Regions from separate parts of the Oncorhynchus mykiss genome. Here region 2 is linked to region 1. A link is a contact called in public Hi-C data. All regions are on one chromosome and are shown on one strand. Each heading gives the region's core, a stretch centred on a gene start, on an enhancer-like site or on the middle of the called end of the contact. The rest is flanking DNA. Distances are from core to core; before and after follow the strand shown.

Evidence for each region. A called contact is a pair of places that touch in the nucleus more often than the background predicts.
Region 2: a Hi-C map of liver shows a contact between it and region 1, with 7 times the contacts expected there. The contact joins the promoter of LOC110523576 here to the promoter of ssna1 in region 1. A contact is called at or near these places in 2 of 3 Hi-C or Micro-C datasets (blood and liver).

The regions. Positions count from the first base shown.
Region 1 is chr5:29,003,111-29,006,129 of USDA_OmykA_1.1, reverse strand. ssna1 (Sjoegren syndrome nuclear autoantigen 1) reads right to left here and starts at 1,363. Exons shown (of 3, transcript XM_021602365.2): 1 at 970-1,363. The coding sequence starts at 1,021. anapc2 (anaphase-promoting complex subunit 2) reads left to right here and starts at 1,494. Exons shown (of 14, transcript XM_021602363.2): 1 at 1,494-1,636; 2 at 1,898-2,156; 3 at 2,269-2,590; 4 at 2,837-2,969. The coding sequence starts at 1,559.
Region 2 is chr5:29,172,904-29,176,124 of USDA_OmykA_1.1, reverse strand. LOC110523576 (PH and SEC7 domain-containing protein 4) reads right to left here and starts at 1,806. Exons shown (of 17, transcript XM_036977221.1): 1 at 1,735-1,806; 2 at 1,021-1,161; 3 at 780-928. It overlaps LOC110523575 (zinc finger protein 260), which reads left to right and starts at 1,870. Exons shown (of 2, transcript XM_021602382.2): 1 at 1,870-2,199; 2 at 2,455-3,221. The coding sequence starts at 2,001.

The DNA of each region.
Region 1 (3,019 bases), core at 114-2,613:
CAACACTCCATCGAATCAGCTCCATAATACTAGCCTATTTTCAAAGCCAGCCATTATGATTCAAAACTGCTGACAAATCTATCAAAACTATAATGAGTGGGTTGAGAATCAAGGGTTCAATTGATCTTAGACAATTTCAATGAAAATAGTCCTATGAAGCAGAACACCTGGGTTAAAGTCTAGATCAAATTCCTCTGACATTACCAGTCATGTCAGTGAGATTATGGGCATCTATCTATACATGGACTGATTGAAACAGTTACTCAGAGTTGGATGCATTTAAATTCTACACAAGCAGAATGCCATGTCTTGATTTAAACTACGTGTCAGGGGTTTGATGGCTGTGCTAAAGCAAGGTCAATTAAAAATAAATTAATACAAAAGTATTTCAAACTAAACATATTTCCTTGACAAGTCAAACAGGTAAACTTCCGCACAGACTGGGTCCAAGTCTAGCGTCTCTTGTCTGTAAAATACGGGAATAAGGAATAACATAATTCTGCCGCATTTAATCCCCCTCCCTAACCTTTCAACAACTCAGTTGACTGAATCACACATACTCTTGTGTAGTGATATAGGAAAAAAAGAACTGTCTGCACATGCACCTAGGGAAATAATGACTTTCTATTGGGAGAAAAGGAAATCGCATCAAAGAGAAAGAGCCTAGAAACAGGCTGCATCAAAGCATGGGATAGAAGCAGCATACTCTTTCAAGGTTAACTACCCAGATTCAGTCACAAGTGCCTAATTAGCTGTAGCTGTCCAAAATGAGGAGCTGGAATATGATACATTCGGGAAATCTTTGTCCCTGAAGGGCCTAAATACAGCATAAAAATACAGATATTTCCACAACGGACCCAAACAAGTGAAAACAAGAAGCTAGCTAGCTAACATATTGACATAGCTAGGTAGAAACAGTTAACTAAAGCAACGTAGTATTTAAAGACAAATATACGAAATGCCACTTACACTTGACAAGCTCATTGTTGTAGGTTTGTAGCGCTGCTCCTTGTTGGGTCATGATGTTGTCGATTATACTTACTTTTCCAGCTCTTCAGGGCCCTTCCCCGCGCACACAGCCAGAGTACTATCTACGTTAGTTAGCGACTCAATGATAACTTTGCAGTTTGAAGCCAAGGTATTGCTACAGATAACTCTCGCTAGGTTTAACTAGTTTGTAAACTGGCTCATTTGTGCAAAGATGTAGGCAGTCGATATGGACTCCTTCTCGACACCGACACTGTCCTTAACTAGCTTCAAAATCCCTCCATTTAGCTTGTTTCCACGACAACTAGCTAACAAACTGTCACGTACACTTCCGCCACACTTTTATGACTTCCGCAACCACACGTACGTCACTATTATGCGCCACAGGTTTGGCAAGAGCGCGATAACTTCAATCAAATGGCATCTATAATTACATTTTAGATTCATATTAGTATTTCTTATAAACTATGATACGTACATATTATTAATATGGGTGAGTGATATAACACAGACGATAACTTTGTCAGTACACAATCGAGTGGTTCTCGCTGAGTAATTAGGTCCACCCGGGATGATGGACTCTACTGAGATGTTTTTCTCAGTACCACAGGGGCTACCTTCTGCTTGGGACACCGTAACTGCAGCTCTGGTGAGTAGATGGACCTAACTTGCCTACGGTAGCACCTTGTGTTGTTGATATAGCCTGCTTGCCTTTTATGTGAGAATTAAATAAGATCAATTGTACTACTGTGGTTGGCTGCTGGACATGTAACGTTAGATAGCTAACGTTAACAGATTCACATGCCAGGCATTAGCTAACTAGCTAAGACCAATGTTGATCTATCAATGTACATACACACCATAGACCGTATCTGTTTATAAGAACATAAACAATTTCCTCTGTCTGTAGGTGTCTCCAGTGTCCAATGACATCACCATGTCTGATGAGTCTCTCTCTGAGGGGCTTAGCCTGCTGTGCTCTAACAGCCTGGGACAGTTTCTGGAGGGATGGCTAATGGAGACCCTGCAGGTGCGTCTTACTACTGCTATTGCCCCTGAGTTCTGGGCTGGAATGAAGCAACCAGAGAATGAACTGGAGGAGAAGGACAGGGCCAGGATCCTACTCATGGCCTTCCGTACCCTTTTGGACAGACTGCAACCTTTCCTAGGTGGGATCAAACATTGAAGTTACAGTTAAATGCACCCTTAATAATGCTAGAATTTTGACTGAACAGAATCTTGCCATATGCATAAAAATGTGCTCTATGTCCTTTTCCCCAGGAGGGTTGGAGAGGCTGGGTACCTGGCAGGACGAGGGCCGGGGTGGTCTGTGTGGCCCTGGGGCCAGGGGTCTCCGTGAGAGGGCCTTCTCTGTCATCAGGGCCATTCTGCTGTTCTCCCCCTCAGCTGTGCTCCAGGAGAGAATACTGGAGTTCTACAGTAGGACTTTCTCTGTGCACATGACCCAGGAGGGGGAGGCAGGGGAGGCTGAGGAGGGGGGCGGGGGGCCTGAGGGGGGGGTCTGTCAGGGCTGCACTGTCCCCACTCAGCGATGCTGGTGTCAGCAAGCCCTGGAGCAGCTGCAAGAGCTCAGCCAAGTACTGTGAGTGAATGGAGGGGTGCTGTGTCACTGTCTGCTCTGTTTTATAGACCCTAATTGTTGTACTGCTTAACGTCTTACATTCAAATATGACTACAACAAACAACATCACAAATGTCTTAGATCAAGGTTCACTTCCTTAACCATTGTCTACATCTCTACCTTTGTGTGCCTGCTATGTTTAAAATGTATCTTGTGCGGTTGTCTCTTCCTACAAATCTGCTAAAGTGTGATTGTCCCGCCCCCCAGGTCCAGGTTGCAGCTATTGGAGCGGGTCAGCTCAGAGGCAGTGACGTCCATCTTACACAAACTGATAGAGCAGCGGATGGAGCAGCACTGCAGGGGGGAGTACGAGAGCTCTTTCCTCTTCGACTTTCAGGAGGTACAGTAGACCAAAGAGCCTGTCTATGGGAGAACCACCTCACAGAATAA
Region 2 (3,221 bases), core at 557-3,056, 170 kb before region 1:
AAACGTGCATTGATAAAACAGAGATTTTAGCCAAATTAGGGAATGAAAGTATAAGGAATAGCGACAAGAAGACAATGGCAAAGGTTTAGCACAGCTGATGAACCATTACATGAACTTGTGGATGTCCCAGTAATTATGTGGATCTGTTGGTATCCCCTACCAGTGGACTGTTGTATTAGCATACACTTTGCATGAAACTCTAGTCTAGAGGTGTTGAAGCAGCCCACAGGCTATCAGAGTGAGATTCCAAACTGATTGTAACCACATTGACTCTTAAACAACACAACCAAAGCCGCTACATGACACATAAAAATATGCAGAAATCAAACCACAAACTTGAATGAAAACATATATACCAACAGACTAACATGGTTAAAATACAGTATATTACTCATGCGTGGAAAAACTCTAGATAATAAGCACTACTGTTGTCTGGAAACTAGACATAGCAGAACATGGCTAAGATCATTAAAAACTAAAATACATTAAATGCACAGTTAGAGCTACAAAGTAAAAATAAATATATATTTTACCTTTATTTAACTAGGCAAGTCAGTTAAGAATGACAGCCTAGGAACAGTGGGTTAACTGCCTGTTCAGGGGCAGAACAACAGATTTGTACCTTGTCGGCTCGGGGATTTGAACTTGCAACCTTCTGGTTACTAGTCCAACGCTCTAACCACTAGGCTACCCTGCCGCCCCAGAGTGTCCCTAAAAACGACCAAGGTTTCACAGAGTAACACTTGCCAATTTCATAGTAAACTTGCATATCGACTTACCCTTTCAAGTTTTCTCAAGGGGTATCATATGATCAGTTAGCTAGTAGGGCTTTAAGTCAGTCTGGGGGGGAAAAAACTCTTTATTGCCATGTAGATAGACGGCTTACAGCACACGGCGTAATCCCTCCAGTGACTTGTCAATCTGGGTGCTGCAACACAGACCCACAACAAACAAGTCTTACAGCCTCTCTCAGACAGCGCTAGCCTGGGGTGTCACAGAGAGAGGACGCATGCAACTCACAAGTCCTGATCCACTCCTCTGTGACAGATACCTCTCATCTCCAGGCAACAGATCCCAGACTTCCGCCACTCTCTGCTCATCTGCAACACGGATATGCCTGGGAAAGACAGGGGAAGGGGAAGGAGGAGTGGAATGAGAGAGCTGAAAGAGGCAACAAAAAGGAAGAAAAGGCACATTGTGATTGGCAGTCAGAGAAAGCGCACAAAGACACCTGAGAGCATTGGGCCTCTGCCCACAGCCTAAAGGCACCCACACAGGTTAGGGGAGTGTCTGAACTTCATTCCTGAAACTCAGACTGACACAAGGGAGTGAACTCGTAGAGCCTCAGAACACAGCAGGTATTCTTTTAAGCAAATAACGATGTAAGCCATTGGACCCTATTCCCAATGTCTACTTACAGAGGAAGAAGACAAGACAACATTCCCTCTGTTTTTTCATAAGGATTGTTCCATGTAAACCTCAAAATAACAATAAAGGTAAACAAGCACTTTACATGTGTTGACTTCCTAAATGATGTTGTTTTGTAGCACTACATACAGTAGGACACCACATGAAGAGCTAGTTGTTGTGACAAGTAGTATAACTTGGATCTATGCTTCTTGAACACTAGCTACTTGAACAGTAAACACGTGTCAAATCACCAAACAACCCCCTACAAGCTCCCCTCGACAGAATGCACTAAATGCATGTCATATTAACGAACATTAAACCTACCTTTACCTGCCTGCCAGGTGGCTACTACGCTTGAATAGACGGCCAACACACATGCTATGCGTACTCCTAAACTGCGGAGGCGGTAAAAAGGCACTACGGAAAGAGAACAACGAAACGAAGGAAAGGGACGTCACTTTCACGCGACGTTTACTGGTTCGCTTTGTTCCGTACACGGCAGCAACATCATACACACCCATCTTGTAAGATAGTTTAGAAGGTTTTAAAATATGTTTATCGTTTATTTGTATGCTATTTATTAGCAAACTATGGCCAAGTCAAAAGATTTAAAAGTATTCTTGGAGTCGTCTCTGAATGCGATTTTTAAAGCCACAGTGAGTGACATATTGGAGTCAGTGGACCAGACATTGTCTGAGTACAAGGGTAAATTACAAAGAATTGAAACTGAGAATGAAGATCTTAGACAAAGGTTGCACGATCAAGACAACAAGGATTCGATAGTTAAGGGTATGTACATAATGCACAGTTGTTTTAAAAATGTGTGCATCTATCGATGCACACCTGGTTGCATAATGACGAGGTAGGCCTAACTGTCCTTTGTTGTCCAAACTTGAGGTACAAGCCGCCCTCAATATGGCCACCGAGCCAAGCTGACCCTCACTCTGTTGCATGTTTACATGTCCTTTTCCAGGCACCCATTGAAACCATGGATAACAGTTTACTTTAAAAAAAAAACTTAAACATGTGTTTTGTTTTGCACAGACCCTGGAAGTAACCAGGATGCTGTTCACCTCCCTGACTTGTCAAGGAAGACCTGTTCCAGCCATTCAGTTGTTGGCCAATCCCAGAAGCCAATCAAAACACAGGGTGATGAGCGAAGGAGCTCCAGGAGACAGCAGAAGGACAAAATGCCTCAGAGCAGAGGGTCTGTCTCTTTTACAGATGCAGCAACTCAGCAGGAACCAGAATGCCTCCAAAACGTTTCTGCCTTAATGTTCAAAAACATAAAGACAGAACCTGATATGGAGGATGACTACGCCATAGACCTCTCAAAGCCCCCGTCTCCTCTCAACCTGGCTTCTAAGCAAATTAAGACAGAGAGTGCTGAGGTGAATTACATCATTCCTGAAGAGTATGATGAACACCTTCAGTCACCACTGGACACAGATGTGGACTCTAGAGACAGCGACAGTGAAGTCAAAGTCACCATAGTGTCTGACAGTCACATGGAGATGGGAGACGAGTGCGGCCATTTTGTTGAGTCAGAGGGAAGGCTGTGTCACAATGTAACTGGAGAGGCTGAACCAGAAGAAGACCCCTTCCTGACATACTACCCTGACATGGCATCTAACCCTGCTGGGATGAGTGGGGAGGATATTTTACCCACTTTGAACTCTGCAGAGTCCTCTAAAAACGCACAAGGCTTCTACAACTGCACCCAGTGTGAGAAGACATTTAGTCGAGTGCAATCCCTCAACATCCACCTGAGGACTCATAGTGGCGAGAAGGCCCACTGCTGCAACTACTGC